7 separate regions of the Mus musculus genome follow, and regions 1, 2, 3, 4, 5 and 6 are each linked to region 7. Evidence: chromatin contacts called from public Hi-C, HiChIP or PLAC-seq and promoter capture Hi-C data. All regions are on one chromosome and are shown on one strand. Each heading gives the region's core, a stretch centred on a gene start, on an enhancer-like site or on the middle of the called end of the contact. The rest is flanking DNA. Distances are from core to core; before and after follow the strand shown.

What was found. Promoter capture Hi-C pulls out the DNA fragments that hold promoters and counts their contacts. Hi-C and Micro-C count contacts between places; a contact is called where the count stands out from the background. HiChIP or PLAC-seq counts read pairs in DNA pulled down with a chosen protein or histone mark. Capture Hi-C pulls out chosen DNA fragments and counts their contacts.
Region 1: a promoter capture Hi-C map of pre-B cells shows a contact between it and region 7, with 3 times the contacts expected there. The contact joins the enhancer-like site here to the promoter of Rcc2 in region 7. A contact is called at or near these places in 3 of 39 promoter capture datasets (the C10 cell line, hippocampal neurons and pre-B cells), 1 of 15 datasets of contacts at CTCF or cohesin (large pre-B cells) and 3 of 115 datasets of contacts at active chromatin or transcription factors (large pre-B cells, pancreatic cancer cells and pro-B cells).
Region 2: a contact with region 7 is called in an H3K4me3 HiChIP or PLAC-seq map of forebrain, with 5 times the contacts expected there. The contact joins the enhancer-like site here to the promoter of Rcc2 in region 7. A contact is called at or near these places in 6 of 115 datasets of contacts at active chromatin or transcription factors (astrocytes, embryonic basal ganglia, embryonic forebrain and 3 more).
Region 3: a promoter capture Hi-C map of adipose tissue shows a contact between it and region 7. The contact joins the promoter of Klhdc7a here to the promoter of Rcc2 in region 7. A contact is called at or near these places in 2 of 39 promoter capture datasets (both in liver), 2 of 484 Hi-C or Micro-C datasets (embryonic stem cells and liver), 12 of 115 datasets of contacts at active chromatin or transcription factors (cardiomyocytes, embryonic midbrain, embryonic stem cells and 3 more) and 1 of 9 other capture datasets (adipose tissue).
Region 4: an H3K27ac HiChIP or PLAC-seq map of embryonic stem cells shows a contact between it and region 7, with 4 times the contacts expected there. The contact joins the enhancer-like site here to the promoter of Rcc2 in region 7. A contact is called at or near these places in 3 of 39 promoter capture datasets (embryonic stem cells, hippocampal neurons and liver) and 6 of 115 datasets of contacts at active chromatin or transcription factors (embryonic forebrain, embryonic hindbrain, embryonic midbrain and 2 more).
Region 5: an H3K27ac HiChIP or PLAC-seq map of large pre-B cells shows a contact between it and region 7, with 9 times the contacts expected there. The contact joins the enhancer-like site here to the promoter of Rcc2 in region 7. A contact is called at or near these places in 5 of 39 promoter capture datasets (the 3T3-L1 cell line, embryonic stem cells, frontonasal cranial neural crest and 2 more), 2 of 15 datasets of contacts at CTCF or cohesin (embryonic stem cells and large pre-B cells), 7 of 484 Hi-C or Micro-C datasets (cerebellar granule neurons, cerebellum, cortical neurons and 4 more) and 13 of 115 datasets of contacts at active chromatin or transcription factors (acute myeloid leukemia, astrocytes, craniofacial prominence and 10 more).
Region 6: a contact with region 7 is called in a Hi-C map of CD8 T cells, with 4 times the contacts expected there. The contact joins the promoter of B330016D10Rik here to the promoter of Rcc2 in region 7. A contact is called at or near these places in 2 of 39 promoter capture datasets (the C10 cell line and pre-B cells), 5 of 484 Hi-C or Micro-C datasets (CD4 T cells, CD8 T cells, the G1E-ER4 cell line and 1 more), 3 of 115 datasets of contacts at active chromatin or transcription factors (memory CD8 T cells, microglia and thymic regulatory T cells) and 1 of 9 other capture datasets (liver).

What each region holds. Positions count from the first base shown.
Region 1 is chr4:139,742,440-139,745,336 of GRCm38.p6, forward strand. The region is part of intron 8 of Pax7 (paired box 7); the gene reads right to left. Among named protein-coding and RNA genes, the nearest start is that of Gm42334, 8.9 kb to the left of the region's middle. Within about 2 kb of position 1,377, at least 24 of the 459 cell types and tissues checked have an H3K27ac peak or open chromatin away from gene starts, as enhancers often do. A contact at or near this core is called in pre-B cells and pro-B cells, where this site is marked.
Region 2 is chr4:139,924,434-139,927,450 of GRCm38.p6, forward strand. All of the region lies in intron 3 of Gm1667 (a long non-coding RNA gene), which reads left to right. It overlaps 4933427I22Rik (RIKEN cDNA 4933427I22 gene), which reads right to left. Exons shown (of 3, transcript NR_045159.1): 3 at 1,678-2,787. Among named protein-coding and RNA genes, the nearest start is that of Gm1667, 15 kb to the left of the region's middle. Within about 2 kb of position 1,583, at least 58 of the 459 cell types and tissues checked have an H3K27ac peak or open chromatin away from gene starts, as enhancers often do. A contact at or near this core is called in embryonic forebrain and forebrain, where this site is marked.
Region 3 is chr4:139,966,705-139,969,637 of GRCm38.p6, forward strand. It overlaps Klhdc7a (kelch domain containing 7A), which reads right to left and starts at 1,322. Exons shown (of 1, transcript NM_173427.2): 1 at 1-1,322. The coding sequence starts at 930. It overlaps Mir2139 (microRNA 2139), which reads right to left and starts at 916; the gene lies at 822-916.
Region 4 is chr4:139,820,246-139,822,968 of GRCm38.p6, forward strand. All of the region lies in intron 4 of Pax7 (paired box 7), which reads right to left. Among named protein-coding and RNA genes, the nearest start is that of Pax7, 11 kb to the right of the region's middle. Within about 2 kb of position 1,371, at least 34 of the 459 cell types and tissues checked have an H3K27ac peak or open chromatin away from gene starts, as enhancers often do.
Region 5 is chr4:139,871,367-139,874,066 of GRCm38.p6, forward strand. No RefSeq gene overlaps it. Among named protein-coding and RNA genes, the nearest start is that of Gm1667, 38 kb to the right of the region's middle. Within about 2 kb of position 1,440, at least 11 of the 459 cell types and tissues checked have an H3K27ac peak or open chromatin away from gene starts, as enhancers often do.
Region 6 is chr4:141,544,753-141,547,570 of GRCm38.p6, forward strand. It overlaps B330016D10Rik (RIKEN cDNA B330016D10 gene), which reads left to right and starts at 1,410. Exons shown (of 1, transcript NR_030695.1): 1 at 1,410-2,818.
Region 7 is chr4:140,700,152-140,702,851 of GRCm38.p6, forward strand. Rcc2 (regulator of chromosome condensation 2) reads left to right here and starts at 1,322. Exons shown (of 13, transcript NM_173867.5): 1 at 1,322-1,499; 2 at 1,996-2,284. The coding sequence starts at 2,006.

The DNA.
Region 1 (2,897 bases), core at 127-2,626, 960 kb before region 7:
GTGTCTTCACAAGGCAATGCTGAGCATAGCATGAATATTCATACATAACAATACCTACCCATGCCCATTTGAGACACACACACATACAGACACACACACCTGTGTGAGCCCCTTGCTCCTTGTAAACAGATACCTATGCACACACAGGTCCTGCAAGCATAAGAGCTCACCTGAGGAAGACACAGATGTCTGTCATGTGCAACTACAATGGCTGGCCTGCGAAGCATGTGGATCTGTCCTAATTGAAGCTCTAGCAGACATCTTTCCTGACTAAGGCACTGGACAGGCAAAGGTCCAGGGCCTCCCAGGGCCTTTAGGTCTTGTGACTATAACCAGTGTGCCCCCACAGAACCCCCATGCATAGAGAGGTGAAAGCTGGGCACGGAGAGTCACAAGGCTCCCTCTGTTACCCGCCTTTCAGGGCTCCCTGTAGACTATCTCTGTGCTTCCCCAAGCGTGGCATCTTCTGCTTAAAGCAGGGCAGGGGGAGGTAGAGCCAGGAGGCAGGGGACACAGCTTGATGGTGAGACCAGGGAGTCCAAAGGGACAATCTCAATAGTTGCCTCCCAACCTTGAGTGTGACCTGGGCCATAGCATTTCAGCCTCAGTTTCCTTGTCTATATCATGGGATGGAGCATATGAACCAAAGAACTGCAGGCAAAGAATCCACACACATAGTGTGAAGGTAGAGTGTGGTGCTTGTGAGCGCAGGCCTAGAAGAAATGTGACCTTTAGCGGTGGCATGGAGAAAAGGGTGGCCATTCCTGGGTACATTCCCAGTCATATGGTTTTGAGCAAACTGGTCTTCCTTTATGTTAGTTTATCTACTTGAAAGCTGGGGTACAGACACTGTTTTAAAACACGCTGTCATAGAAGGCTCAGGACAAGCCTCCCCACTCCTAAAGGCTATGAAAATGTCCTGGGGTGTCTTTGAATCGTGTGTGTGCCTCTCCAGCCAGGCTCATAGTGGGTGAGTGGAGGGGAAGATCTATGCTGAGTTCCTGGGCTGGTGACGTCACTCACTCAGCCTCAGGCTCCAAGGTAGCAGAGCAGAGGCAGCTATGGCCACCCTTGCCTGGCTGTGAATGGGGAGTGGGGAGTTGCCAACTCTTGCTGAAGGAAAACTTTAAAGCTCTGGTCACACTGTCATTTCTCCTTGGGTGTCAGGGTCCATGGATCAGTAAGCCACCCTCTTAGAGGGCTGAAGGGATAGAAACAGAAACCCCAGAGATTTAGCCCTGTGCTATCCTGCTCCCAATGCTGTACTCAGGGTACTTTTAGGTATTTTTCCAGTCATATAAGCCAGATAGTGGGACTGTCCCCTGTCCCTGTTTGGTGAAATGTAGAACTAAGGTCTCTAGAGACTCTGACTATAATCAGCTGGTTCCTCTTACACTTTCAGACTCAGGCAGGCTGGTGACAGCTCCATAGCCTTGGGCCTCACCAGCAGCCCCTGGGAATTATCTTGTGGTATCAGCATCTTGGCAATGGCCCCTGGTGTGCATACAGCCCTCACGACTGAGGCCCTCCGCCCACCCCACATGCCCACGGTGACCTTTTCCACTCCAGGCAAGGTTTACCAAGAGCACACATCACCTCAGGTGAACTTTCTTTAGTCTCAGGGAGCTGTGGCTTACTTTGCCTCAGCCTGTCCCATGCTGGGCCCTGACACGACCACTACAGTTATTCCGTGGATGGGGTGTCTGAGAGGTCCATCACTGAGCCATGCTAACAGCAAAGGCAGAGCCCACACTTGGTTGGCACTTACTGTATACTAGGGGAAGGTGGGTTCTGTGCCTTGGGCAGGACAGTTCCCACTTGAGAAAAATAAAACCCGAGGCACAGCACAGTTGCCAGCCCAGAGTTACCCATGGGCACCCATGGTCACGGCTCCATCGACAAAGCTGTGCAAACAGGAAAAGCGGATCCCTAGAGCCCATGCAGGAAAGCCAGACATGGTGGTGTCTGGACCCCAGCCCAGGGGAGACAGAGGCATCTGGATCCCTGGGGCTCAATAGACAACATGCCTGCTGGTCTGTTTAGTAAGTTCCAGGCCAGTGAGAGATGCTGGGGATAGTGTCTACAGGTGAGACCTGAGCCTGACCTCTGACCTCCACATGCACAACTGCACACACATTAATGCATACATACATGCATGAACACATACACACATAAATAAAGGAAAACAAAATAAAGAATCGTTTCTCTGGCACCTCTATCCACTCTGCCCCAGTACACAGTAGGAACTTTCCCTCCTTGAGGTAGGCAAGGAAGCACTCAGAAGCCAAACTTTCCTGCTGACCCCCTGCAACTTCCAGAGCACCCAACGGGCCAACTGTAGGGCGTGCTTGCCTCTTCCTAGGGTAGAGCCAAAAGGCTGGACAAGAAGACAGGAAGGTGACATTCCTCATTAGGGACTCTGTCAACAACCCTGGATGTCCTTCTGTCCCTCCGTGTCTCCCTTCTCCTGCCTCACACCCCGCCTGGGCTCTGAACGTCTCCAATTACATTAATCAAGAGTTGGCAGGAGCTGGGCCAGCAATGCCAACCAGTAAACAGATCCCAGCCATCAGGAGCTCGTCAGAGCGCAGCCCCAGAGGAGGACCCTTCCAGACACAAATTCTTATTAGAGTTGTCAGATCTATTAAAATTCTTTTCACACTCCTGCGTTCTATCAGCCCCATCATTAGTATGGCCCTGGCCTCTGGGAACACCGGGGCCATATTAATCTACCATGTGCCCCATCCCTGCCCCCCTGCCCCCACCCACTCCAGGGACGGTTAGAGATGGGCAGATGGATGGACTTGGCCAGAGCCAGAAGATGTGGAGGTGTCTCTGGGAAGGAGAGAGGCCCTAGGAGCCAGGGGCAGGCGGGGTCTGCTGCACAGGAGTTAGGT
Region 2 (3,017 bases), core at 333-2,832, 780 kb before region 7:
CTGGTTCTGTCGGTGAAGTACTTCCCTTGCAACTAGGAGGCTCTGAGTTCCCATCTTCAGGACATGCACAAAAGCTGCGCCCTACAGTGCATGCCTATAGTCCTGGTGCTGGGGATACTGAGGCAGGGGCTTGCTGGTCAGCCAGCAGAGTCAGATTCTCAAGCTTCAAGTCCCTCGTCCTAAAAAATAGGGTGAACAAGTCAGGAAAGACATTTGATATCTATATTTGGCCTCCTTGAATGTTCACACACACACACACACACCCCTGCACACATACCAGTCTACAAACAGGAACACACAGAGACAAACAGACACACACACACAAGCACATTCAAATGCACACACTCACATGCACATACACACACACACACACACACACACGCATGCACATAAGCACGAACAAACACAGACACTTACAGAGACATACACAGACATGCACACAGTCACACTCACATATGTACACACATGAACGCACTCAGACACACATGCACACTCATGCACACGTGTGTGGGCACGCATATACACACACCATTTGTTCACTGTCCCCTTCCCCAAACAAAAGAAAGCTCCAAGTTTAGCAGCCACTGTGCTGGGGCTCTGATGAGAAAGAGGACAGACACACCTTGAATGGAGGAGGTAGAAGCGGCCAAGGAGACTCTGGACTTCCCCCAAGGCTGGGATAAAGATGCTGTTGTGCAATGCCAAACAGGGACTCAGAACTTCAAGACCTTGAGTTACCTCAGCAAGGAGGCAGACCTGTGACAGGGAAGGACAGCAATCCTGCTCTCTATGACCTGGGCCTGTCCTGGGAACGATGCAGCCCTCCTTACTTGGCAGGAGGATGTGGGCTTGGATGAGGTTCATAGCCACCCCTGTGGGCTGGGCTGTTCAGACCCGGAAACCCTGTCTTAAGCTTTGGAAGTAAACGGGAGATCTCCATAGCAGAGACTATTTCATGCCTGTGGTGTTTTGACTGGCCTGGATATCAGTGTACCGCGTGCGTGCAGTACCTCTAGAGGCCAGAGGAGGGCGTTGGATCCCCGGGAACTGGAGTTACAGATGGTTGTGAGCTGCGCTGTGGGTGCTGGAAACTGAACCGGAGTCGGGTACAAGAGCAGCCAGGGCACTTAACCACCGAGTCATCTCTCTGGCTCTAGTTTTGAGACAGGGTCTTTCCGCTCAACCTGGAACTCACTGGTTTAGTCAGGCAGGCTGCTCATTATGCCCCAAGGATTCTCCTATCTTAGTCTCCCCAGAGCTGGGATTCGGAGTTTGCGTTGTCACACCCGCCCTGCCTTTTACTTTTACAGAGCTGGGGCTCGGAACTCAACTCAGCTGGCGCCTGTAGGAAGCACTCCCTGCACGGAGCTGTCTCCCATCCTCCCACAGTACTGTCTCCTGCTGTTTTCTTTGCTTCTTTTCTATTTATTTGTGCCCCTTTGTAGCCCAGGAACTCCAGCAGGAAGCACGCCCAGCTTCCTTCATCTCAGCGGCAGCTTTAAACAGCCCCCGCCCCCACCCACCCAACAAGCGCACTCCGTAAGCCCCCGGTGGAGCTGAACAGACAAACGTCCTCTCAGTGAGCTCAAAGCCGGTTTCTGACTGAGGCTTTCAAGAAAAGAACCGCTCAGATGTGGAGAGATTAGCGGCGAGGAGGATGCGGCGCGCTCTCTTGTTCAACATTTATTCCAACCTCCTTCACGCGTGCCTTTTTATACCAAGAAGCCAGGAAAAGAAAACCAATTTCCCTATAACCCTCTTGCAAGGAAGACTTTCAGATGCGATTCAGTCTTCCCCAACCAGAGTCACACGAACAGGACTGGGCTTGGAAAGAGTTTAAATAGGAAGAGAAATGGGGTGCGCGCTTCTCTTTTTACTGGCTTGGTATGCTTAAGGAGCTTCCCAATTTGTTGGTTTCCTTGGTAACGGTGGAGGGGACCCAGAAGGATTCTGGGGACTGGAGGTTTTCCCTAAGGCTCAGCTCACAGCCTGCTTCTCCCGTCTCGAAGGTTTGAGGGCTGCTAATGCTCCTTTGCTAGGCAAAACTCCTTCTGTTTAAACTACGGAGGCGGAGGCGCCTTCCATTCTCTCCGATGCAATCTCAGAAGGTTTTTAGAGATGGGGATGCCTGTATTTGGTTATCGATCTGATTCAGAGCCAGCCATCGAGGGCAGTGTCTCGGAGTTGGAGTGCTTGCCTCTTATGCACAAGGCCCTGGAGTCCAACCGCGGGAAAACAGGGAAAATCCACGCAGTGCATTCAACGGAAGGGAGAACCCTACTGCAAAGAGACTAGGACTTAGAGTCAGGTGACCACTACCAAGGGCTTGATGACCATCAAAGCAAGGGTGAGGAGTATGGGGCTGGGGAGATGGTTCAGGAGACAAAGTGATTGACATGTAAGCCTGACAGCTGGAGTTCAGACCCCCAAAGCCCACGGTAGATGCAACCGTGCAGACATATGTAATCCCTACTGGGGAACCGGAATCAGACACAGGGCAATCCTCAGTAGCCTAGCACACACACCGGCAGAGAGACGGTCTCAAACAAGGTGAAGAGGTGAGAGTTGACACCCTGTCCTCTGACCCCAACATACATGCTGGCTTTGCTGATGACATCACACTCTGCCTGGGCACAGAAGGGGCGTGTCCTGAGCCCTTGTCTGCTAAACTCCTTTTCACCATAATGGCCTACAGAGAAGTGGAGCTCTTCACAATGACCTGGCCCGGAGCTCTGAATGGCCCAAGATGCAGAGACAGGTGACCCCTGGCCACGTCCGTCCTCACACCTATAGAAAGAAGCACACACAGATTCATAAGTTGGAGGAGGGAGGGACATGGCCCACAGTTCTTTGTGATGGATAACTCAGGCCTCATCAGAGATCCAGGGGGCATCTGAAGCTGCCTTAGACTAAGCCCTTGTCTGCTCTCCACAGGCAGCACTGAAAATCGGTTGTGCTCTTTGACCCTGAAGGCTGCCTAACCATAGTGCAGCTGGCCTCCCAGGTCCCACAGGCCT
Region 3 (2,933 bases), core at 72-2,571, 730 kb before region 7:
ATCAGCCAGAGCTGCTGGGCAGGGGACTGGCCTGGAGTCAGCCTTCGACGTGGACTCCACGAAATAGTCATATACTCTGCCCTTCAGCCCTGGTCCCTCTGCCTTTTGTATAATATTCTCCTCCATCCGGATCCGGGCCACAGATGAGAAAGTATGGGAGGCGTTGGTGGCTCCTTCCTGCTGCTGCGTGGCCAAGCCCATGTCTGCAGCAGCCTGGAGGACCCCGGCCTCTCCCCTGCTGACCCCTGTCATGTGGGTGAAGATCCAACTCTGGTTCATGTCACCATTGACCAGTGTAAGATCAGTCCAACCGTTGGGGGCTTCCAGGTCCCCAGATCCTGTTTCCTCTGGGGGTCTGCTGTCTGGCCATGGAGAGAGCTTGTCACCCACACAGCTGCCACCCACTCCTGGGATAAGTCTGCCTGAGGAGCTCGTAGGTTCACAGCCTGAATGAGGGAGGTGGGGAGGGTTGGGCTTACCTCTAACATCTGTTCCGGCTTCCTGGCCACCACAGGGAGGAGGCACCTGCTGAGAGTCTGGACACTGCCTGCCCTGACTTTCATCAGAGCCTTTTCTTGTGGCCTCTTCAGACCTGGAAATGTCCAGGATGCAGGGGTCTTCTGGATCCACCAAGCTGTAGTCCAGTGAGGTCCCAGCCCCCTTGCTGGCCTTCCTGCGTCTTCGACCCCTTGGCAGGGTCCCCGGTGGAGCCTCCTGGAAGGCAAGTTGTCCCAAGGCCTCTGTTTCATTTTCTGCTTTGTGGTCCTTGTTGTTTCTCCCTGCCTGCCCGACTGGGGCAGGTCTGGACTTGTAGAGTTTGTAAGCCGCAGTTACCAGGAGCAGCGCAGCTGCGGACAGCACCACCTTGCTGGGCAGCTGCATGTCCAAATGCCAGTCCTGGCCCTCTGCTCCTTCTCCAGTGGGGAGCATGCTGGCCAGGGACAGAGGAATGCCAAGAATCCGATTAATGATTGCCCAATAGGGACCAGTTCCTGGATCCTGCTGTGGAGTGGGAGGGAGTCCCTAGCCGGATCTGGCCAGCGGTTGCTGGAGCAGAGGTGACTTTGAGTCCACTGAGTCGGCAATGGGGCAGGGGATGGCTAAGGTTGCAGCTGGCCTCTTTGGATCCTTGCCTGAAAGGAGGGAGGGTCCCGACTGGAGGGGCCCGAGCTTCAGATCAGTCACCTGCAGCCCCTGGTGGGAGGGAGTGTCCAACAGGGATTCAAAGAGGAAGGAATCTCTGAGCAGAACTGTCACCAGATGCCTAGAAGCCACACTGTTGGTCTGTGTGTGAGGGTGTTTATTTTCTCTTTTGCAAATCCTTAGGTTGGAAGCTTGGGGCAGCTTTTGCCTTGGTTCCCGGAGCAGGTGGAGCCACAGTTAACAGGCGTATGGGGATGGCCTTGGCCCTAACTGAGGGGTCAGCTTTTAACCAGCCAAGCAATGAAACAGTGAGGACGCTGGGCCTGGGCTGGCGGCCAAGCCACCTGACTGGGCCCTTGGCTGCCTCTGCCCTCCTCCTCTACTCAACAAGTTGAAGAGAAACTAGCTTTGCTGAAGCAGCCAGGAAATACAAGACCTTAGCACCCAGACAAAATGAGACCTTAGAGACCCTGCCTCCTCTTCATGATGAGCCAACCTCATAGGAAAAGAGGCCTGTGGAGGAGTGACTCCTCACAACCCCCAACCCACATCAGCACTGTGGACCCCAGACTCAAATCTGCCGTTCACCAGCTGTGTGACCTTGGGCAAGTAACTTTACTTCTCTGTGCCTGCCTGAAAAGTGGCGAGAGACAGAGGGTGACCGCATCATTAGCTCATCAGGTAGAGTAGTCAACATGCATGAAGCCCCATGTTGTTGCTAAAGCTCAGCAAGGCTTGGCTGTTTTTATCTCCCCCATGTGCAGGTTTTTTTACTGGTTCTCAAGGGTGGGTGCTGAGGTCACAGTTTTAAGGGAGGTAAAGTCACTGAGCAAGAGTGGGGGCCCAGGCCTGCTCTGGGTAAGCCTCCATCTGTGCCCAGGATTCAGGTCCTCAGCTGCCGAGATGCCCAACGCACACGCTCCACTTTTTAAAGGTTGTCTTCAGGTTGCAAAGTGAAAGGACGATCCAATTTGAAGGCCCAGGAACTTGGTTCTGAGGGTTCTGGCCTTGGGAAAACTCTAAACTTTTTTGTTATATTTGTGTGTGTGTGTGTGTGTGTGTGTGTGTGTGTGTGTGTGTGTGTGTGTGTGTGTGTGTGTGTGTGTGTGCAAGTGCATGTGTGGGTAATACACATAGGCACATGTGACATCAGAGGACAGCCCAAGGATTCTGTTCTCCTTCTGCCGTGCAAATCCTGAGGGTTGAACTCAGGCCACCTTGCTTGACTGGAGTGTCATCTTGCTGGCCTCCTGGGATCCCCTTAGGAGGTCCTTATGTGTGTGAGCCTCCACCCAACAGCCTCAGTTTACCCTTCTGCATGTGGCAGTCTAGTGTGCCCTACTTTGTTGACTCCTGCAGGCCAGGCCTCCTTATCTTTGCCGGTGGGGATCTTTCCAGCCGTCTAGGTCCAGTCAAACTCCAAACCTCCCTGGGCCCTGTACTGGCTAGTTTTGTGTCAACTTGACACAGGCTGGAGTTATCACAGAGAAAGGAAGGAGCTTCAGTTGAGGAAATGCCTCCATGAGATCCAGCTGTAAGGCATTTTCTCAATTAGTGATCAAGGGGGGAGGTCCCCTTGTGGGTGGGACCATCTCTGGGCTGGTAGTCTTGGGTTCTATAAGAAAGCAGGCTGAGCAAGCCAGGGGAGGCAAGCCAGTAAGGAACATCCCTCCATGGCCTCTGCATCAGCTCCTGCTTCCTGACCTGCTTGAGTTCCAGTCCTGACTTCCTTTGGTGATGAACAGCAACATGGAAGTGTAAGCCGAATAAACCCTTTCCTCCCCAACTTA
Region 4 (2,723 bases), core at 121-2,620, 880 kb before region 7:
TTCTCTTTCCTACCCTCTTTTTCCTTTAGTGTTGTAGGACAGAAGGGGAGGCACACGTGTACTTATCTGTGAGGGGACCTGTGAGAAGGCTCAGCCAGTAAAAATACTTCAAGCCCGATGGCCTAAGTTTGTCACAGTGGTGAAAAGTGAGAAATGACTCCCGCAAGTTGTCCTCTAATACGCATATGAGTACTCAACTCCAGACAATAAACAAGCTAATAAATAAGTGAACAAACAAATAATTTTTTTAATGTCTGGGAAAGGGCCCTTCCAATTACAAAAGTGGGAGGATGCCTCTGTTTTTAAGTAAAACTAGTTAGAAACTACTTGTTTCTCAGATCTTTTGACTGTGTGTGTGTGTGAGAGAGAGAGAGAGAGAGAGAGAGAGAGACAGAGAGAGACAGAGAGAGACAGAGACAGAGACAGAGAGACAGAGACAGACAGAGAGACAGAGACAGAGAGGAGACAGAAAAGAAGGAAAGAAGAGGAGGAGGAGGAAGAAGAAAAAAGAAGAAGAAGAAGAAGAAGAAGAAGAAGAAGAAGAAGAAGAAGAAGAAGAAGAAGAAGAAGAAGAAGAAGAGGAGTGCAGTGAGGCCAGACAGCTAGCGCTCACTTCCCACCCTCCCCCTTCATTTAAATTCCTTCATTCTGAGCTCCACTCAGGGACGCTGGGGCCCTTCTGAGAATACTGGGGTTGTCAAAAACGGAGCTGCGGGGTTCTGAGCAGGGTGTTACCTCAAGAAGCAGAGGCACCTCTTTGCACAATATTTAAAATTCTGCGCCTATGGGCTCCAGCGAAGAAGAGCTGGGCTTTGGTTTGTTAGTTTTATTTAGCTTGTACCTGACTTTCAAATGGGTCTGGACTCCCATACCAAGGATGGGAACCTTTGTGTAAATCTCTATCCGTGGGAATCGAGGCGCAGAGACATTCATCGACGCGTCCCAAGTTGCAAGCATAATGTGCTGGGGACTGGTGCGTTCTGCCCAGCCTTGGTGCTCCAGCATCGGTCACCCGGAGCTGCCGGGCCTAGGAGTACAAGCCGGCGGATGGTCGCGAACACTCAGCCGAGGAGAACCGGCGGATGGAACAAGAACGGAGGCAGCACTTTGCTTTCTCGTGCAAAGCGGTCTCGCTTTTCAATGTTCCCCGCTTCCCATACCCCTGGCTCTGAAGACAAAACCTGGAGCTGAGGACTCTCAGACCCAAGAACTTAGCCCTGGGACAGCTAAGCGGGGAAGGCGCGAACCTCGCACCCGGCTGGAGGCGGGGAGGATCGCACTCCGCTGCGCCGCTGGCCGAGGCCCAGCGCTGGGTCACAGCGCGCCGCCCGGGTCCCCGCCCCACCCGCTCGGCGCGCTCGCCTCTAATTAAGCGGCTGGATCCCGGGAAGCCGCCGGGCCGCGCGGTAATACGATGAGCCGCCTTTGTACTGGTGTCACCCAACGCCGAGCATCAAAAGCGCTGCGACCCGCCGCCCAGCCCCGCTTGCTCTGCAGCCCGCCGCGATCGCAGTCCGGGGCAGCCTCTCGGCGACTTCGTCCCTTTGTCTTTCCCGCTGCAGCCCGGCGCCCCCCTCTCCTCTTGGCGCTTCTTAGCGTCCCCACACGCCACTCCCAGTCGTCTCTCCTACGTGCTTCTCCACGATCGCTCCCTTTCTGCAGATGCTCTCCGACTTTCTCACCCCTTGTCTGAGGCTCCTGGTCCCCACCGTCCCACCCCACCGCTGCCTGACTCAAACTAGGTCTCATTCGATTCTAAGGTTTGGAAACCGAGCCGGGGAGCTGACCCTAGACCTCGTGAGCGCTAGGCCAATTCATGGTAGCCCTGGACTTTAAGAGACCTGCGGCGGCCTCCTGGTCCCTGGAAACCCACCAGAGCTCAACTCAGCTCCTGCACCAAAGGACTAAACACGCGCTCTGGGGCGCTTGGAAACTGGATTTGGGGCTCACACAATTGCCCCTCACCCCTCCCGAGGGTGCTGGGGTCTGCCGGACGTTTCTCCTCTCCTCCCTGGCTTAAGTTGTTGACCCGGCCTTCACATCTCTCTCCCCACATCCTTTCGTTTGGCCCCCACCTCCCCTTTGCCCTCGACCCCTTCTCTTCCTCCTGCTGGCCCCTCCTCTTCTCATGTTGAGTGCCCCCCTCCTCCCCTAAGCTCTTTCCCCCTTGGAATCCCGGTCTCGCCCCTCCCCGGCCCCACTTTGTTTGAAGTTATGGAGAGATCTAGCTACAAATGGCGCTGCTTCCCCCTTAGGTCGCGTTCTGCCTTGATTAGATTTGGGAAGGCGAGTTTCCTCCCTCCCGCGGCCTGACCCCAGTGGGGCCAGTCCCAACCGAGAGGGTCAGAAAGTGTTGACCCCATTTCCACCCCCTCCCCATGGTCAGCGGGAGTTAGGGGTATGGAAAAAGAGAGGGAGGGCCCAGGGTAACAGAAACTTAGGGGGCATCCCGTCTTCCAATCACCCAGGGTCCCCAACTGGGCTTCCTAATTACCCCATTAGTGGAGTGGGAGGGGATGCGGCTATTTTTCAGGAATTCCCGGAATGCACCCCCCCTCCAGTCAGGCCTTCGAAGCCCCAGAGAGAAACTTCCCTTTGGGGTTTCAAAGCTAGAGCCCTCTTCTCAAGCTGTCTCGAGGCTGTCAGTTTATGTGTTTATATCCTTGTATACCCCAAATGGGGCTGCGGACAGAGAGGTCGCCTTAACTTGGTCTATGGCCATA
Region 5 (2,700 bases), core at 190-2,689, 830 kb before region 7:
GGAGATGATGATGGAGATGATGGAGAAGATGATGCAGATGATGATGGAGAAGATGGAGATGGTGATGGAGATGATGGAGATGGTGATGATAATGATGGTGGTGATGGCAGAAATGACAGTGGAGATGATGATGGGGCTTGTGGTGGCAATGAGGATGATGGAGATAGTGGAGATGATCCACTATCATCTCCACTATCTGAAGAAGTGATGAAGGAGGTGATGATGGAGATGGTAATAAAGATGGCAATGATAGTGAAGATGATGAATTAGCTCTTATTGCATGCTCTCTCTATCCCAAGACTTGGATCCCAGCTCTGTTGCGACCTAATAAATCACCTGTCTTCCACCCTCTCCACATCACTGTTTCTTACACTGTGCTTTGGGAGGGTTTTTTTGTTTGTTTGTTTTGAAATTGTTACTTCACTTGTAAAACTGAGTCCTGGCAGCACATGAGACCTGCACAGGACTAAGGAAGGAAGGAGGGGCACGGTGCGGACCCGCCTCCAAGACCCGCCTCCAAGACCCGCCTCCAAGACCCGCCTCCTAGACCCGCCTCCCAGCGCTGGCCACCCGTGGTTCAGCTCACATCAGCTCCTAGCCAGTCTGAGAAGCCAGTACAACGGCACACAGCATCCATCTCCCATGCAATCTCCATGGTTCCTCTCGCTGAGTGTGCCACCTTGTACAGATTCAAACACTCAGAGAAGCTAAGTGACCGGCCCATGGTCACACAGCCGCTGACGTTGGGTTTCTCGTTTCTCCTAATTAGCTAGCCCAAATTTCGTGGTCCAGACTGATCTCTATCGCAGTGGCCTCACATGCCTGGCTGACTGGGTTCTGCCCTGCGGCCTTTCTCTGCCAGGACTGGTCACATGGCAGTGGCTGGAGCTGGTACATCCCAGAGGCCTGGCACCCTCTCAGCCCCAGCTCAGGCTGAGCTCAAAGGGTATCTGATGGAGCATCCTACCTGTGGCAACTGGAACCGGGTAACAGGGCAGCCGAGGTGCGACTGTCTGAGAAGGCCAAGGCACTGGCAGACGATCTAAGACTGGAGGATGCCCACAGCCTTGGGACCTGTGCAAAGCTGCAGCTCTGTGTTCTGTGGGTCAGGATGAGAGCAGGCAGGTAGATTTGAGGGAAGAGAAAGTGACTTGCCCCTTGAGGAGAAGCTCAGAGATTACAGGCCCTTTATAATTAGCCTCGTTGGGCCCAGCTAGAGCCCGAGTATCTAAGCTCAAGGCTCTTCCATACTTACCACTCTGCACTGCCCAGTCTCTAAGGGTTTCCCTGTGGCCTCTCTCCAGTCTGTGCTGGAGAAAGTGGCCTTTTCTACATGTTAATCCTCTTGAGCTCAGACTCACTCTCCTTCCAGGTTCTGCTAGGGACCTGCAAATGGAACCTGATGCCAGCAGCCACCAGAGGGCAGCAGAGTCAAGGCTCTGCTGTGGCTGGGCTGTGGAGCCTCTCTTCTGGGGTCTCATGATCACCATGGTGGCCCAGCAGACTGCAGTAAGGGTCTGGCTGTGACCTTGGCCAGTCCCGAGGCTCCGTGTTCCTGATTGTATCAGGGAGTTGCTTGGCATCTGAAGCGAGTGGGGAACCCACAGAGGGGAGGGAAGGCTGGCTGGCGTCTCTACACTCGCAGGCCTAGACTCTGTCTCCTTGTATATACTGATGTGGGACCCCAGGCTCTGGGCTGAAGAGGGCTCGGCATCTCTCTGGGACCTACCAGTTGGACAAGGGAGGTTTGTGCTCCTGACTGAAACCTCCATTTCCTGACATATTCTTCCCAGTGAGCCAGTGGATGAAAACTCAGAGCCTACCGGGAATGGGGAGTGCACCCAGGCCTGCATCCCTCCCTAAAATTGCAAAAGAAGTGTGTGTGTGTGTGTGTGTGTGTGTGTGCGCAAACGTGTGTATGTGTGTATATGTGTATGCTTATATGTGTACATATATGTATGTATATGCATATATATGTACGTACATATACACAAGTAATATATGTATATATGTAATAGATACATAATTTTATATATATGTATGTATGTGCATACATATGCGCACATATACTATATATATGTATATGTATATGTGTATATGTGTATGTGTGTATGTGTGTATGTGTGTAGGTGTGTATATGTGTATATGTGTATATATATATATATATGTATATATGAAACAGAAATAAGATATGTGGATGATTTGACCTGGCTGAGCAGGTATGGGGACTTTGGAGTCCAGCTGTGGTCCCAGGGCAAGTCCTTAAGCCCACTGTTCCCTGAGGCTGTCTGCTCTTCTATCTGGTGATATTTGTCCCTTGGTCCTATGGTCATTGATATGTCTGATGTACCTGAGGATCCAGCCGGGCAGCTTGTAGACATCTTGACAGAAGTGACCATCCCTTATGGCAGGTGTCAAGTGTCATGACCGGTCTGGTTGACTCCTTTTCTTCAGACCGACCCCCACAAAGGAGAGGAAACTTGTCTCTAATTACAGGTGGGCAGGCTGAGACCGCTGAGCTTTAGACGGATGGCTGACAGCCATGATGTTCTCGGTGGCAGAGGCGGGATCTGAACCCAGGTTCAGGGGACTAAATGCTTTCCTACTCTACAGTAAATAGAGGTTGAATGAATTAATGAATTAATGAATGAGTGACTAAATGACTAATGAAGGGTCCTTAACCTGGTATCTTTGTTTCGT
Region 6 (2,818 bases), core at 160-2,659, 840 kb after region 7:
CCTGGAGGAGGGACCAGCCTAGCTCAGCCAGCCAGAGCTACATTGTGAGCAGCTAACTTAAAAAACAAAACAAAACAAAAATGGTAAAGGATATTTCTAAAAATCCTAGTTATTCAACAATGTAATCCCCCCAAAATTTTTTTTAATGTTTTAGGACACTTTAAAAAAACCAACTCAGTATTTGCTTTATTTTCCTACTGGTGGAAAAATGATTTGAAAGACCCTATTAAATATAATTTCTGTTCAGAGAAACGTGCGGCAGGGATTCTCCAAATTTACAGACTGTATGACTCAGTGTTCATTTGCAACCCGTGTATTACAGCTTTGCTAGAATTCTACCTCTAGCCTGGCTTTCCACACTAATGGTTCCGGGAGGAACCGGTCACCAGCTCATGGTTCCCACCGGGAAGGCGGATCCGGCTCCGCCCAGAGCCCGGGCGGGTGACCTCACAGAGGTCAAGGGCGCTCACACACCTGCAGGCCGCTCCGCCACCCCCACGCCACCCCACGCCGGGGAGCAGCAGGGCCAAGGGCAGCCTGGGGTCTCCCCGACGTGGGGCTGTCACAACCAGCGTGCTTTCTTCACGGAGACTCCTGGCTCACACTCCGCCCCACACTAATAACCCGAGAGGCAATTTCTCTGGCTGCCCTTCAAACTCTGGGTTCACATAGGTGGGCTCCATGACAAGTGGGGTTTTGGGTTTCTTAGTTTCCCCGCCCCCCACCCCCAGGAACCCACAGCCCTGACAGTCCTTTCCACTACACTTCTTGGGAAGTGCGATCGCGGTCACTGTGGTCACCGCGGCGCAAGCCCACGGCGAAGGGAACCCGAGCGGCCCGGCGAGCTCCGTCTGCACACGCGGCCCGCCAGCAAGGGCACCTTCGCCTCCGCTTTCCAGGCGAGAACAATGCGGCAGCCCAACACCCGGGGCCTGCAGGGTCTCCAGGTCCATCGGGAAACTCTCAAACGTGGATCGGGAGAGGGTGGGCAAGACGACCCCACTGCCTCGGCTTTGTCCGGCCTGCCTCCAAGCCGGAGGGACCCGTTTTCGAGACTGGGGGGGGGGGGAGGGGGGGTTGAGAAAGGAGGACAGGACAAGAAGGTCCTCAGATCCACTTCTCATCACACAGGCAACGCGGAAAAAAAAAAAAATGCACGGCGCCGAACTGCGCACGCGCGCGGCAAGGCCACCCATTTCTCTCCCTCCTCCCAGCCCCTCCAAGGAACGCGAGGTCGCCCGAGTGCGCTTGCGCTCGCCGCGGAGGGAAACGTTGGAGGGGGAGGCAACCTTTCCATTGTGAGAGAGCACCGCCCCCGCGGACCCGCGCGCGCCCGCGCCACTCTCACAGTCTCCCGGGCGCGCGCCTGGGCCGCGGCCCGCCGCCGCCAGGCGCATGCGCGGGGTGGGATGACAGTGAAGGGTGGAGAAGGCCGCGGAGCTCGCCGCCGCTGCTGGCCGAGCTACCCTGAGAAGTTTCTGGAAAGAGGGCTACAAAGGGAACCTGAGGGGATGAATGGAAAGCGAGCCATTTTCTGAGAGAAGACAGCGAAAAGTCCCAACAAAAAGTACACGGCCTTAGCCGAGCCCACGACCGACGACACACTCCCATCCAAGGAGGAAGCGTGGGGACAAGGGAGCGGACTGGGAGACGCGGAATGGCGGGGACATTGAAAAGATGGAGGCGCAGCCGCCGGGGCTTGGGAGTGGCAGGGAGGCGCTAGGTCAGGGGTCCCCGAACCCCGTCCTCCTTAGCTCCGCTCCCGTGTGCGCTCTGACCTGCCCGTCTACACTCGGGGGGCCCCCGGGGTTCACGGGGATGTGACGCGCACACGCGCGCGAGCTCATGGACAGCGTGGGAAGGAACCCCGGCCGCGCGCGGGGACAGCGTCCCCACGCCACGGCCCGCCCGGCTGCCATTTTGTAGCGCGGCCGCCATTTTGCGCGGCCCGGGGGCGGGGGAGGGGCTCGGGGCGCGGCCCCGCGGCTCGCGATGGGCGTGGCCGGCGGCGGGCGCGGCCCCGGCCCCCTTTGTTCTCCGCCTGGGGGTCGCGAGGCCCCTCGGGCTCTGCAGCCGCCGCCGGCGCCGCAGCAGCAGCAGCGTGTGAACCGGGAGAGGCAGCCCCAGGGCGTGCGGGATCCGGGAGCCCATCGGAAGCGGGGTGTGTCCCCCCGTGCGAGGGATGACATCCTGCGTGGGGAAACTTAAATCGCCGCCGTGGGAAGCGGCTTACGGGCGAACCGGGCTCGGCATCCTCCACCTCTGCAAACAAAGTCAAGTTCGGTCCCGAAAGCAACAAAGGTGCCGAAACTCCGCGGAACCTAGCACCAGGAGGCGGGGCTCGTGCAGCCCACGAGGTGGAGGAGCGCTGAGAGCTCGGCTTCCATTGGCTGGCCCTCGGAGCACAAGGCTTTCAGGGCCCATTCTCCCTGACCCAGAAGCCTGAACAATAAATATGCTGTGATGGCTTTCTTCTGTCGATTTAACTTCCACTTATTTTCAAAAAGCTATGAGTTTATTAAAAATAAATAATAAAATACGTGCCTGACATCCATCGCCCTTTCACTTTCCGAAAAAGCAAATGTCTTCTTGAGGAATATTTAAAAATGCGAATCTTAGTTGTGTGTAATGCTGAAAATTCTGGCACTATTTCGCAAACCCAGAAAACTTGAAAAACGCTGCTAAATTTGACTTCCAGCTTTTGTGCAGTTTTCTTCCCCCTAATGGTTGACGTGGTTTTTCTTCACAAAAGCCTGGTATCATAAAGGAACCAGCCCGTCCTGACTCATCTATTTGTGTCTTGGCTACAGTAAACCTC
Region 7 (2,700 bases), core at 72-2,571:
CCAGGCTGGTGACTTTGATCAAATAACTTAGATTTGGTTCTCCAGGATTCTCCGCCTGCCTTCAAACGTTTGGTCCTGTGCACCCTCCCCCCGCCCCCATCCCGCTTCTTGATGTAATTAAGAACGAACTGCAAAGACCCTAGAAACTCTCTCTAGTCAACCAAGGAAGTTGCCAAAAAAGAAACTTTCAGTGTTAACTCGGGCGCTCGAGAGAGAGAGAGAGAAGTAGGAGGATCAGGTTCAATGTCAGCCTGGGCTACACGGTCAGTTTCAGGCCAGCCTGGGCTACATGAGACGGAAACAAAACCCCAAAGAAAAACATTTGTCAGAAGAGAAAGTGACACTGAGATGCAAACCTTCCCCTAGTTCCAACCAAGCCGATCGTGCACGTGGCTTGTCGGGTCCTGTGAGGGGGGCCCTGTCGACTCCTCAGCCTTGACCCCAGCACCTCTGGCCACTTCTCTTCCCGGATTCCTAGACCCTGCACTGTCCCACGGGGTAGGGGAAAGGTTTCCTCTCCCACTTCTGCCAGGTCAGATTCTTTACAATTTTAAAACTCAGCTCTCCCAGGGAACGCCTTCCTTGATCCTGGAACCCGGTAAGTACCATGCTTTCAGTAATTTCTTAATCTTTCCTCTTACTTCGCCTTCCAACTGGGCAGAGATCTTGTTCTCCAGGTCTGTATTCTAAGCTTCTAGCACCTTTGCATCTAGTCTTGCTTGTACTGAGGCGCGGTAAATACGTTTTTAAAATGAAGAAAATTCCCATCACAAGTACTTTCAAGTCCACCTATGCTAATTACTAATTTCATAGTACGTCCCCCAGCTAATTACTAATTTCATACTACACCAAACCTTTATGTAACTTGATCATTCTAACAGCACCCGGCTGCACACTCTGGACGCATCCACGACGTATCAAATCTACCCTGAGTCTGCACAGGAGAAAGTTACTCAAATTGTGTTCATTTTTCATTCCCATCACTCAATTAGGGCACGTCCCTCGCTGGCTGCTGCGTGAGCAAAGCAACTATTTTCCAGCGAGTGTCCTCAGGTGACCTGTCTAGACGCTCAGGGGGAAAAAACAAGAGAATCTGACACTCTCCCGAGCCCCGAAGACGCCTTGTGACGCGCAGGCCGCGCTGCGTGCAAGGGCGTGCGGAGCGCGCAAGCGGCGGGGCCCAGCGGGGCCTGCGGCGTGGCGCCGGGCGTCCGGGACGCAGGCTCGGGTGGGCGGCCCGGCTGGGCGGTGGGGTCCTCCGGCCGGTAGGGGGCGCGCGCACCCGGGGCCCCTCGCCGCCCGCCGCGCGCGCGCTCGCTTGCCGCCCGGCCGCACATGTGTTTCTGTTTTGTGTTGTAGCATTTGTTCTGGAAGCTCGTATTTACATTTTAAGTGTATCTGGTGAGTGGGCTGGAGCCCTCGTCCCGGCCGGGGAGAGAAGAAGCCTTCGACCCCGTCTTTCAGTCGCTTCCCTCCTCGTTTCTCATCACTCCAACCAGGTAGGGGCTGGAAACCGTCTGGGACCAGTTTGCAGGGTCTGGGAAAGTTTTTTTTTTTTCCTCTTTTTTTTTCTCCTCTCCCTCCCCCTTCCCCCCCGAGAAAGGTTAAAAAAAAAAAAAAAGACGCTGGGGAAGGGGGGGTTGGGGGACGGAATGAATAAGAAGGGGAAGGAAGGCGGATCCACGTGGTTTAATCGGAGACAGACAGAGATCCCATTGTTCAAAATCAATAAAAAAAAAAAAAAAAAAAAAAAGCAGACGGGGCGAGCGCCGGGCCGCGGGGGCCGGGCTGGGGCCCCACGAAAGTTCCTCTTTTCGCGCGTGCTCGCAGGTGCTTGGGGCCCGGCCGGGGTACAGGGGGGGGTCCCCGCGTGGCGCGCGGCGTGGGGAGGGGCGAGGGAGCAGCAGGTGGGGCGGCCCACGCCGCGCCGCGCGTCCCCTCCCCCGCCCCGCAGCCCGCCCCGTGTGCATTGTGCGCCCCGTGTGTCTCCCGCAGCCCGGCGACCATGCCCAGGAAGAAGGGGGCGGCCTGGGAGGAGCCGAGTTCGGGCAACGGCACGGCGCGCGCGGGGCCCCGGCGACGCGGCGGCCCCGCGGGCAGGAAGCGCGAGCGGCCCGAGCGCTGCAGCAGCAGCAGCGGCGGCGGCAGCAGCGGCGACGAGGACGGCCCGGAGCTGGACGGGGCCCCCGGCGGCGGCAAGCGCACAGCCAGGCCGGCGACGGCGGGCAAGGCGGCCGGCGCGGCCGCGATCATCACGGAGCCCGAGCACACGAAGGAGCGCGTCGTGAGTGGGGCGGGGGCGGTTGGCGGTTTTGGGGGGGAGGGGCGCCGTGGGGTCACGCCCCGCCCCTCCCCCACGCCGCGCGGGGGAACTCCGGGGAGCCAGTCCCGGGCCGGGGGAGGGGGGGGACCGGGTGTGCGCGGCCACGCGGGGGCTGTCAGTCCCTCCTTCCCCCCCGTGCGTCCACCCCCCTCCTCCCCCCCACCCCCGCGTCTCTTCCTCCCCCCGAGGGGGGAGGGCAGTCCGCGGGGAGCAGCCGGCTCGCGCCGGGGCTTTGAGGTTCCCGCCGCTGCGGCTCGGGCGCCCCGGGGGGGCGGGGCCTGGCGCGCGGCGCGCATGCTCCGTGTTAGCCCGGCGCGGTCGGCCCGGCCGGTGCGCGCGGGGCATGGTGGGGGCCCGCGCGGCGCGGCCGTGAGCGC